Regions from separate parts of the Bombyx mori genome. Here region 2 is linked to region 1. Evidence: chromatin contacts called from public Hi-C data. All regions are on one chromosome and are shown on one strand. Each heading gives the region's core, a stretch centred on a gene start, on an enhancer-like site or on the middle of the called end of the contact. The rest is flanking DNA. Distances are from core to core; before and after follow the strand shown. Region 1 holds the start of LOC101739893 (axin). Region 2 overlaps LOC101739893 (axin).

The links. A called contact is a pair of places that touch in the nucleus more often than the background predicts.
Region 2: a contact with region 1 is called in a Hi-C map of whole pupa, with 3 times the contacts expected there. The contact joins the enhancer-like site here to the promoter of LOC101739893 in region 1. A contact is called at or near these places in 2 of 7 Hi-C or Micro-C datasets (both in whole pupa).

The regions. Positions count from the first base shown.
Region 1 is chr17:13,486,264-13,491,585 of ASM3026992v2, reverse strand. LOC101739893 (axin) reads right to left here and starts at 2,614. Exons shown (of 18, transcript XM_012695811.4): 1 at 2,348-2,614. LOC101746640 (TATA-binding protein-associated factor 172) reads right to left here. Exons shown (of 34, transcript XM_038016718.2): 34 at 3,383-5,322.
Region 2 is chr17:13,596,229-13,601,550 of ASM3026992v2, reverse strand. It overlaps LOC101739893 (axin), which reads right to left. Exons shown (of 18, transcript XM_012695811.4): 4 at 2,189-2,270; 5 at 1,554-1,659; 6 at 1,146-1,257. The coding sequence starts at 2,222. Among protein-coding and RNA genes, the nearest start is that of LOC101746781, 29 kb to the left of the region's middle. Within about 2 kb of position 2,185, at least 2 of the 8 cell types and tissues checked have open chromatin away from gene starts, as enhancers often do.

The DNA.
Region 1 (5,322 bases), core at 1,365-3,864:
GTATGAAATTTTCCACACTTATAGAGAATATAGAGAGGAAGTGCACAATGCTAATTTTTTTTTTAAATAATGCATAAAAGACACATTAAATCAGTAAAAAAAACATTACACACACTACATACCATGTATTTGACGCACACACGCATGCATACTATTTATTGTCAAACTTTTGTTCTTGACGTCTGTTGTCAAATTGAGAATAGATTAAATATTGTTTGTCTTAGTTAATATTTTGTATAGTGTAGTCTTGGCGAAATTTGTGATTATAGAAGTATAAAATATAATCATAACAGTGTACAAACTTACAATTCCAATTAATTATAGTCGAATTTTGACTACTGCGGGACCTCTAGTATAATTTAATTGTTAATTAATTTCTATAGCATAGCAGAAGTTAGGTACTTCTCGAAAATGCTGGACAATTTTTGCATTTTTTGAGATTTTTACACTATAAATTTATTTCACTAGTCTGCTTTAAACGACTTAACTTAATAAATGAAAATCATACAAGGCCTATGCACATTTTATATTAATTATTTTTTTCATAGAATCTTGTAGACAGTTAAGATTATGACTTAGAAATCACAACATCTAAAATAATCTAATTTCGATACAAAATTATAAATGTAGAAATATTAGTCCAAATATTAATTATAAGAGAGCTTCCTGTGTCCGTGTACAAAAACAGCGTAGAATCGATACATTTTTAGTCCATGAAACTTCAAAAAGGCGGTTACGTCGTTTAGCGCCGCGACGCCGGTATTAGCGCACTGTCGCATCTTCAGAGGGCGGCGAGATCAAAGGATAGGTACACAGTAACCGCTCTCATTGATGTCGCTCACAAAGGGAATTGATTGTTGCAAACCTCGTTTTTTTACAAAAAGAAGAGAGGGATTGATGACACATCTGCTTTTTTTTTTTCTTTTTTGACATTGTATCATGTATTATGTACTGTATTAATAATATATTTGCGTTTTCTTATTTGTAATTTTAATGTTGGTGACGGCATGTTATGAAATTCTATACACAGTTTACAAGATTGCAAAGGTAATAAGTTTCGTGTTAATTATTTCCTCAAATTAGATTTTATTTTCATATAAATTAAGTGACGATATAATATATTCTGATTGTCTAAGATATTTTATTTACCCAATTTCATTTTGAATAAATTATTATGATTCCAGCTTTTTAATGCTGAGACACTGCATATACAATTTTCTTAATATCTTTTTACTATGAAATATTAATGATGAGACAATCCACCGGCTTAGGCCCCAGCTGGAGTTCCTACTAAAAAAAACATTTTTAAGCAAGTTTGCATTATTCTAAAAAAGGTTTTTATTTGTTTTTTTTTTCATAAACTTGTATACGTTTATATCATTACATTATGTCATCTCATCATCATATTTTTATACATAATTATTCCATCTATCATCGGTTATGAAGTCACTGGGAGCAATATGTCAATAATTATACTTCACTTAGGTTTGTACACATATCAGACTTTTCTTCGGGGAATGTTAAAAATGAATAAAATAATGGTGAATGCCTATTGTTTTTCAAGCCATACAAAAAAGTACTGGCTGTAGAAATAGTTTTAACACATGTTCATAAGAATATTCTAGTTTAAATTACTGGCTACTACTACTAGACCACATACTAATTAACTAAAAATGTTTTTCGTGACAATTCAGGTATCTTTAAGTAATTGAAAATTTATTCCATAGCTTTACAGTAAAAGTCATATATATAATTTTTTGCTTCATTATATAATTATTTTGAGAATGAAAAACCAGTGGTGATTTATTTATATATTTTGAATTTTATTGCTATCTATCAGGCATATTATCAATTGTAGCATTAATTACCTACTTACAAATTAGTGTAAACAAATAAACTTTCGATTTATAGATTCTCTCAATATCACTCAACAGTTATCTCTGTAAAAGTAATTGAAAGAACTTCGTAATTCATGATTTAATTTTTAATTTTACCGATCCGTACCTACTCAAAACAATATTAGGTCACTAGGTGAGTAGGTGACTCAAAAGTTTTAAATAGTTCACAAACTTTTTGAAAGTACAAAAAAGGTGAAGTTTTTTTTTAAATATATATTGAATATCTAGCCCGTAACATAACTGGTTGTATAAACGTTCAACACAGCGGTAGACGACACAAACCTAACCTTAACGCAAATTATTTATAACTATTACCTGCTCATTGTTGTTAATGTAACGTTTTTATTATTTCGGGCTAATTACGGGGTTTAAGATAACTAAAATGTACACCAGCATCGTGAGTGTTAATTTTAGAAGGCGTATTCTTGAAATAAGCATCAATTTCTTACCTCGTTGACACCTGAATTCCGAAGTATTCCGAGAGTTCGTTACAACTTCACACACAAAACTTTTAATTTTGAAATAATAGTTCAAGCACTTAATAACAAAACGACACCGAGAACAGCTTTATTGTAAGTCTTTCAACTTATAAACTGACAAAAAACAACACTTTCGTATAGAAAACAGAAACTTATTCACGTTCTTGACGTCGCCTTCGCCATGGTGTTGATGCACAATAGCGTAACCTAGCGGGACATTGGTCAACTAATGAACGCTTTGATGTGTCATTCCGTCACACGCATAATAACATAATTATCAACATACCTACCAATATTGTGAAATAAAAAATATTTTGGATTTTTGTCAATTATATTATATTTAATGTATTTGTATATCGGTAGAGTATACTATAATATACTAATACTAATAAGCTTATTTAAAAAAAAAACACTAAATCAAAGACGCCCTCTTGCGCCCTGAACTGCTAAACAAAAATTTGGCGGGAACGCGAAAAGCGAAGTTCTGTAAGTCAAAAATCATTGTGTAAGTCGTTTTATTTTTTTCAAACTGATTTAGAATTTCTCCAAGTTTAATAACGTTGGTTTATTAACTATTTAGCATCTGCGAAATCGCACCAATACGAGAAAATGAAACAAAGCTTCTGGAGGTAGCTCCTCGGGTTCTTCCAAAAGTTCCACTGAACCATTATGTAACACTATCCCAATTGATTAGACTCATTCCGTCTCAAATCGTTTTTCATGTAATACAACCATATTTGGATATAACATCACCTTGCAAACGACATCGGATTTATTCAGTATGATTCGATCTTTCCAGACTTACATTTCGGACAATTAATTATTTCACCAGTGTCATTCCCCTTTTATTTGAATACTCCTAAAGTGAGTTTTAATTGAAATACAGTTTAATTATGTACTATTATTATTTAGACAATCGAAAAACACAATTTGCGACATACCAAGGCGAACTTACTTTTTATTAATATCAAGATAAATTTTAAAGGAATAGACAGTAAAACTCGATTTAAAATTAAAGATTTATTCATATTAAATTTATTTCCACATATGCAGGTACAAAAACACGAAATCAAACACGCTAATCTAAAAACTACACAAAAATGACTAAAACAAATGACTTCATACTTATAACGCTATTTAAATCAACTAAAAGTTTACAAACAAATTGTAGAGAAATTGTGAGGTATTTCTTATTTATAAGGAACTTATACATAGCGAAGCAATAATATTGTAATGTTTTATAAATTAATAAAACCCTTATAAATTACGATTTTGACTCTGTAGTATTTTTAACTACATCAACACTTTTATTACAAACTGTGAATCGACTTTGTAAAAATATTCAAGTTTCAGAGGAAATATGTCAGATGCCTCTATGTTTGAATTGAATGTTTGAATTATGCACGAAAAATTGAAAATGCGAATCATCTTATAATTTAAAATTTGGATAATTAGAAAATTGTGAACACGGTTTTCTACGGCGAACAAATTTTTGAGTATCCAAAAGTGTAAAACCATAAAAAAAAAAATCCGAAATATATTGTGCCAAATTTATTGATATATGAACTTATGAATTGATAACTAAGAGAAACTTGAAAAAAAGCGTGAATTAATTAACTCAAAATTATAAAATATTTAGTCAACAATCAGGAATATCATATTAAAACTAATAGAACATTATAAATCAATCCGATAACATATATCAGCATTTTAAAGTTTACAAAATTTACTTTGTATCGATGTTAATTTTCAATTATTTACTAAGGAAATATTCTTTAACAAAATTAGATTTAAAACTACAAAAAAACAATCAGCCTCTTGTGTTTGTGACAAACTTTCAAAGTATGCATAAAAGTGCACAAAATATAAACTGACATCTCAGAACGGATTTTAGTAAAACCAGTAGTCTGTAGCATTTACTTAACCATGGTATCAAGTATTTTTAGTCTAGCTTAATAAATACCAAATTTCTTTTCTACTTTGAAAGATCGTCATTTAAAAAAAAATCTTTAATTTACGATGGTGATCCAGCATCGAGGTCATTTATAACAAACGCAACCGTCATTCGTGTCATTAAGAATCTCAATGGCCATGGCATGAGGCACGTGAGCACTCACACGCGACCATATTACGGTAGTGAATATTTAATTCAAGGATAACTAAAATCGACGGCACATGTTCACGCGCAATCCTTCTTGACCTAGTAGTCTGTGAGGGGAGCTCTGCTGTACCATCGAGAGCAACCGAATAGTCAAACTTAGTAAAAATTATATACATTTATTATCTACCCGAGGTCTAACAATAAAATTACCAATGTCTTATAAATAGGGCCTTGTGCAATTCAAAGCTTACAGCACATATTAACACTAATATAATATATAAAATAGAATATACACAAACAACAACAGGTTTATTGGTTTATTAATTGACTTGTGTATGTGACATTTTCTAAGTTTGTAATGTAAATATATCATTTTATATTTATATTCTACCTATTGAAATAAAAATGTAATTTGTTTGTTATAAACGTTTGTATGTTTGTGTTCTATGCGTTCCTAAATCATACGACCAATTGTGATGAAAGTTCTTAGTGTGGAAATAGTACCATTGACGTACAAACACACCATTAATGATATATAATTCTTCAGTACGAGTATTTTTCACTAAACTTTGTAACAATTGAATCTATTTATGAGCAATTGTTTCGTGTGTGAAACTACAACAGTATGTAATGCTGTATTTCAGTTAAAGTTATTTCTTTTAAAGATGTTCAGAACCTCACCCAGATGATTATGAACTCTATTTTCGTTGCTTTTTTTGTAGATAATCGTTCCTAACTATTTGATAGGTGGCGCTACGATCAACTTCCAAGATTTTTCAAGGGAGGACGTCAAGTGTCCAGTAGTAGCAATATTTTAAAACTTCAATATTTTTTTGTTTATTTT
Region 2 (5,322 bases), core at 936-3,435, 110 kb before region 1:
GGTATCGACATACTTTAGTTAAATGCGAATAAACTATATTAAAAAATGTTGTTAATGTTCTTAAAAAATGCGAAGTAACTTTTTCCCCAACCTATTATATAGAAATAAAATAGTAAACAATGTTTACAATAAGTGAGCGGTTTAGGCTTACTATACTATTTGACATTGGACGGTAATGGGTAAATTAAGTAAATGAAATTACAAATTTTACAGCGCCCCCCTAACCCACATCAACGCCCCCCATTTTTTCCTGGGCCCCTTAGCGCCCCCCTCTAGGTTTCAAACGCCCCCCAGGGGGCGTTATCGCCCACTTTGAGAAAGACTGGTTTAAAGAGATCTTGACTTGTTAACACAGAATACAGTGGTCGTTTACTTTTACGGTTTGTTCATTTGTAGAAACAACTCAAATAATATTAGGTAAGCGTTAGACTCAGGTCAAGAAGGATAAATAAGTAAATAATAAACACTATATTGCTAACACGAAATCTTTTTGGGTTATGGAAAATCGCAATGTTACTTAAAATAAATAGTCAAAGGAAACTGTACACAAAGCGTTTTATTAAAAGACGATAGTAGTTACATAATGATAGTTATTATTAAATTGTGTTTCCATATATTTTTAGAGCCTTTTAAGAATGCGTATGGTATTTCAGCCTGTTAAGCAGAAACTTGTAGTGAAGATAATATAGGGTTGTTAGTTGTTACCTCCAGCAACTCGTCGAGTGCATAGTGGGGATAATATGGGGTTGTTAGTTGTTACCCCGAGCAACTCGTCGAGTGCATAGTGGAGATAATATGGGGTTGTTAGTTGTTACCCCGAGCAACTTGTCGAGTGCATAGTGGAGATAATATGGGGTTGTTAGTTGTTACCCCGAGCAACTCGTCGAGTGCATAGTGGAGATAATATGGGGTTGTTAGTTGTTACCCCGAGCAACTTGTCGAGTGCATAGTGGAGATAATATGGGGTTGTTAGTTGTTACCCCGAGCAACTCGTCGAGTGCATAGTGGAGATAATATGGGGTTGTTAGTTGTTACCCCGAGCAACTTGTCGAGTGCATAGTGGAGATAATATGGGGTTGTTAGTTGTTACCCCGAGCAACTCGTCGAGTGCATAGTGGAGATAATATGGGGTTGTTAGTTGTTACCTCAAGCAACTCGTGCAGACTGCGCGCCCAGCGCATGTAGGGCGGCGAGGCGGGCGACCGCGCCGAGCTGCCCGACGACCCCTCCGTCTGCTGGCGCCACGCCATGCTGACCCTGAACAACAGTACTCACAATAACGAATTTTAAATAATCAAAACTATCCGTAATTTATAAACATACATTTACATTTCAAAAATTCTTTCGAAGTTTTTTCGAAATAAGATTGCATGTTGTGGGATTTCCGGCTAACGTTACATCGCAATATTTATCGCCGGGTACTGTACGTCCTGTCAATGATTTCTTCAGGAATCTATCTTCCAAGGATAACCTCACAACATGTTTATCGATATATTGCTTTATGCCGGCGAAATTATGAAGACTCTTAAAAAATGTATTTATGATTATCTTACTTGGAGAAATGCGGTTGTGCGAACACATGTTTGGACTGAGATTTGCTTTTCTCCTCACCCGAAGCCTGCGGTAACGACGACCTGTCAGCAAGCTTGTGCTCCCAACCTGCGGACGGACAAACTTATATTATTGATATTATTTTGAACATAAATACAAAACTAACATTGCAGTAATGCGTTACGATTTGAAACCCCATTTGAAGATTCAAAAACCATGTCTACGGGCTCCGGTAATCACTTAGCACCACACCGTGAGCTCGACCACTCATCTAAGTAATTTTTATTATTTTAAATACATAATTTTATCTGTTTATATTTTTAAGTCTTGACGCGGCGTCTGTTCGTAACGGTCTCTTTGTATTCGACTAAGCGTAGGCGAGATTCTCTAATGTTTAATCCTGAAACGCAGAAATAAAATTACAGACTTTGCATCCAGGGTCCTGGAGACGCTGATTGTCGACATTCAACCCACGGTAGGGTAGTGTGTACATGTAGGTTCACTGAGCACCGGCGGGGGGAGGGAGGGGGTGGGGGGTGTCGTTTCGATGCACCGAGCTCAGACAGTCTGTGGTCACGCCGTGATAATCTCGAACCCAGTTGGTACAGGTCTGGAAATCTTCAAACGTGATATTTACCTTGCGGGTGGCCGCCTACAGGAGTGTGGCTCATGGCGCACAGGCCCTTCTCCCACCCGCACGCTGCATGGCGAGACACTACCTAAAACAAACCAAACAAAAACACTATTAACTTATATCCAATGCTTTTTATGATTGAGGGATTACTGGTAGCCCATAAGCATTTCCTGTCCTTTCACAAGGACAGGTGTGCGAGCAAGGGCTCAGCCAGGAGGGGGATCTATCCAATGCGTTACATTAAGACAATTACATTTAATTACAAGATTTAGGTATTTTAAGCATATTTTATATGTAAATTGTGTATTTTTATTTAAGATTATTTATTTAAAGGAGCAAAATTATTATTACTTTGTTCATATTTGTATGTATGTTATCTGTGTATGTATATAATTCAATCGATAGGTACACCGCGTGTAATTCGTTTCCAAATGATTCTTGTCCACCTGATGGTTGTCTGGAAAAGATCGCTCTTAACAATAAAACCGCAAATTGTACTTTTTTTTTGTATTTAATGTTTCGATTTGTCTATATTTTTTTTGGTGTACAATAAAGAATACTCTCTCTCACTCTCTCCAAGACAATAACTGGCAATACTCGATTTAAAGAAGTTCCAAAATTGCGTGTTTTTACCAAATCGCGTTTCGGTCGCACACACAAACCAGTGGATTTCAGTATAAATGATACAATATAATTGCCGTCCACTTTAGAAAGCCAAACTCGCAAGTGGATTAGAATAATAGATATTACTGACAATGTGCAGTACAGTGGTAATGACTCACCCGCACGAGCCGACAGCGTGCTACCAGAAATTACACAAAATTTGCGTCTCGTTTTACTACTACTCAACGCTGTTCCTTGACCGCGAAAGGCTTTTGTGAACACTGTTAAGTACATAATTATTAAGAAAAAAGCGAATCTGCCTCTAGATCATGCCGCGGTATCGTCCTGTTACTACCACTGCTTATTTATTTATTTATTTTATTTATTATACTTCATGTAAAATTTACATTGGCGGACTTAATGCCTAAGGCATTCTCTAACAGTCAACCAAAGTTATCTATTAGGACCCGGATCAGAGACGCTTCTTAACGTCCCTAGATGTTCTGTTATGATTAAATAACGAAATAATGAGGGGAAACGAGCTATTCTTCTAGTAGATCACCGTTTTCCAAAACGGGTCCAATTTTCCAAAATTCGAGGTTCATGATTTTCGAGACGAGTTCGAAACTGGATGCAGTGATGGAGGGAAATGCCGCGCTCAAACGAAAACCTAATCCACCTTCGGATGCAAGCAGACTTCAATCGATTAGATGTATAGGAAAAGTGATTGTTAGCTATTCCTAGTAAAATATGCTTGTTTATGTTTCCTAGTACAGTTTTAAGTTCTATAACAGATCTATTTGCTATTCATTGAGGACTGATTTGTGTTTATCATAAACATCCTTGAAATTTTTCTTGTTGTTAATAATTATTTTGCTAGGTTATTGTGCATAGATGAAGCTACAAAAATATGTTGAAATGTAAATATTAGAGGCAATGTTTTTTCAATAAAATATATTCTCTAACCAATGATATTAGGAATATTAGGATAAACAAATATATTTTTTTTAAATATACAAAATAGAATCAACTATTTTATACTCAAATATTACACTTAACTATAAAATAGGCTTACACTGAAGTACAATTTTTTATATATTTTAATGTGATATCTTTAATATATCCTTTTTCCTGATATTTTTTATTTATTTACATATGAGACTTTGTATGTATGCACTTTCCTAATTCTACTATTGTATAGTAGAACACTTTAACACATTTTCCCTAAAAAAAAATATTTTTTGGCAATTGTAGGTTTCAAACTTTAACAAGATTAAGTTTAATCACCATCAAAATACTTAACTTTTGCATATCTTCACACCAAAGCCATTCTGTATCCCACATTACACAAAAAATAATCAATAACAGTTTATGAATAGACCGAACTGAGAGCGCAGTGAGTTAAAGACGTACTGCTTGCGCATCAAAAAACCACCAAGCCATGAAAAAAATCAATAAACCAAACAATAAGGATCATACTCAGCCTCGTATTCAATTGGTGGAAGTATGAGAGGGACGGCAAGCAGAAATGAAACCGCACGCTGGAGTCAAGAGTCTCCATCATCGATCGGTGTATAACTTAATACATCATATTATAAAATACTGTACAGAATGCATCTAATGCCTTACGAGTCAATCTGCTTATAAATGGATATAATAAAATATCTGATTACTTGAAATATATCCAACAACAAAAAAATTCAGTTCATCTATTGTTAACAATTTTTAAAAATTTAATCATTTTAATATGTGAATGCATTCATCAATACTACAAAAAATTTGGATGGTTCATATAATGAGAACATGTCAAAACAAATTAAATCATAACTTCACGGTACAATGAACAAGTTATGAAAAAAAAACCTTTACTAGTAGGGGTATAAAGAGCTCACCATGTTCATTGTGATTACACAAACAATACCCACACAACTAAATACACCTCGATAATATTATTACTGAATAATATGATTCTACGCCAACAATTTTAATGCATAAAAAATGTAATTGTTCACAACACAACTGCGCAACTCTACGGCAGTAGTCGGAGTGAGATCCGTGATCTACAGCGGAGAACACAATAGGGAATCTAAGAACCCCATTTGGATGTGTACTCGATACTCATATATATAAAAGGGGTTTTATAACTGTAGAATCAATATCTAAAGATATTGACATTTGTTATGGTGTTATAATAATGTCTCATTACAAAAAAAAAAATCGCTAATTTACCTATGCATTTTTCTACTGTGATTATTTGTTTTGGTCACACTGAACTAAATTTAAAAATAAACATTTAGGTAAATCACACCTTTTTTTTGTTTTTAAATAAAGATGAATTGAGTTGGGAGTTATTTATTGAACGTCTTACTAAAGTTTCATCAATATTTTTCTTTGGATTTGACACTCATAAACACAGGAAATAAGTTGTAAACAAAACTTTAGGTCGTAAACCCAAACATAAAACGACAATACCTCGATTGCAAGTGATTAACTTACCTTAGAAATATTAACACGAGGAATGTCTTTAATAACTA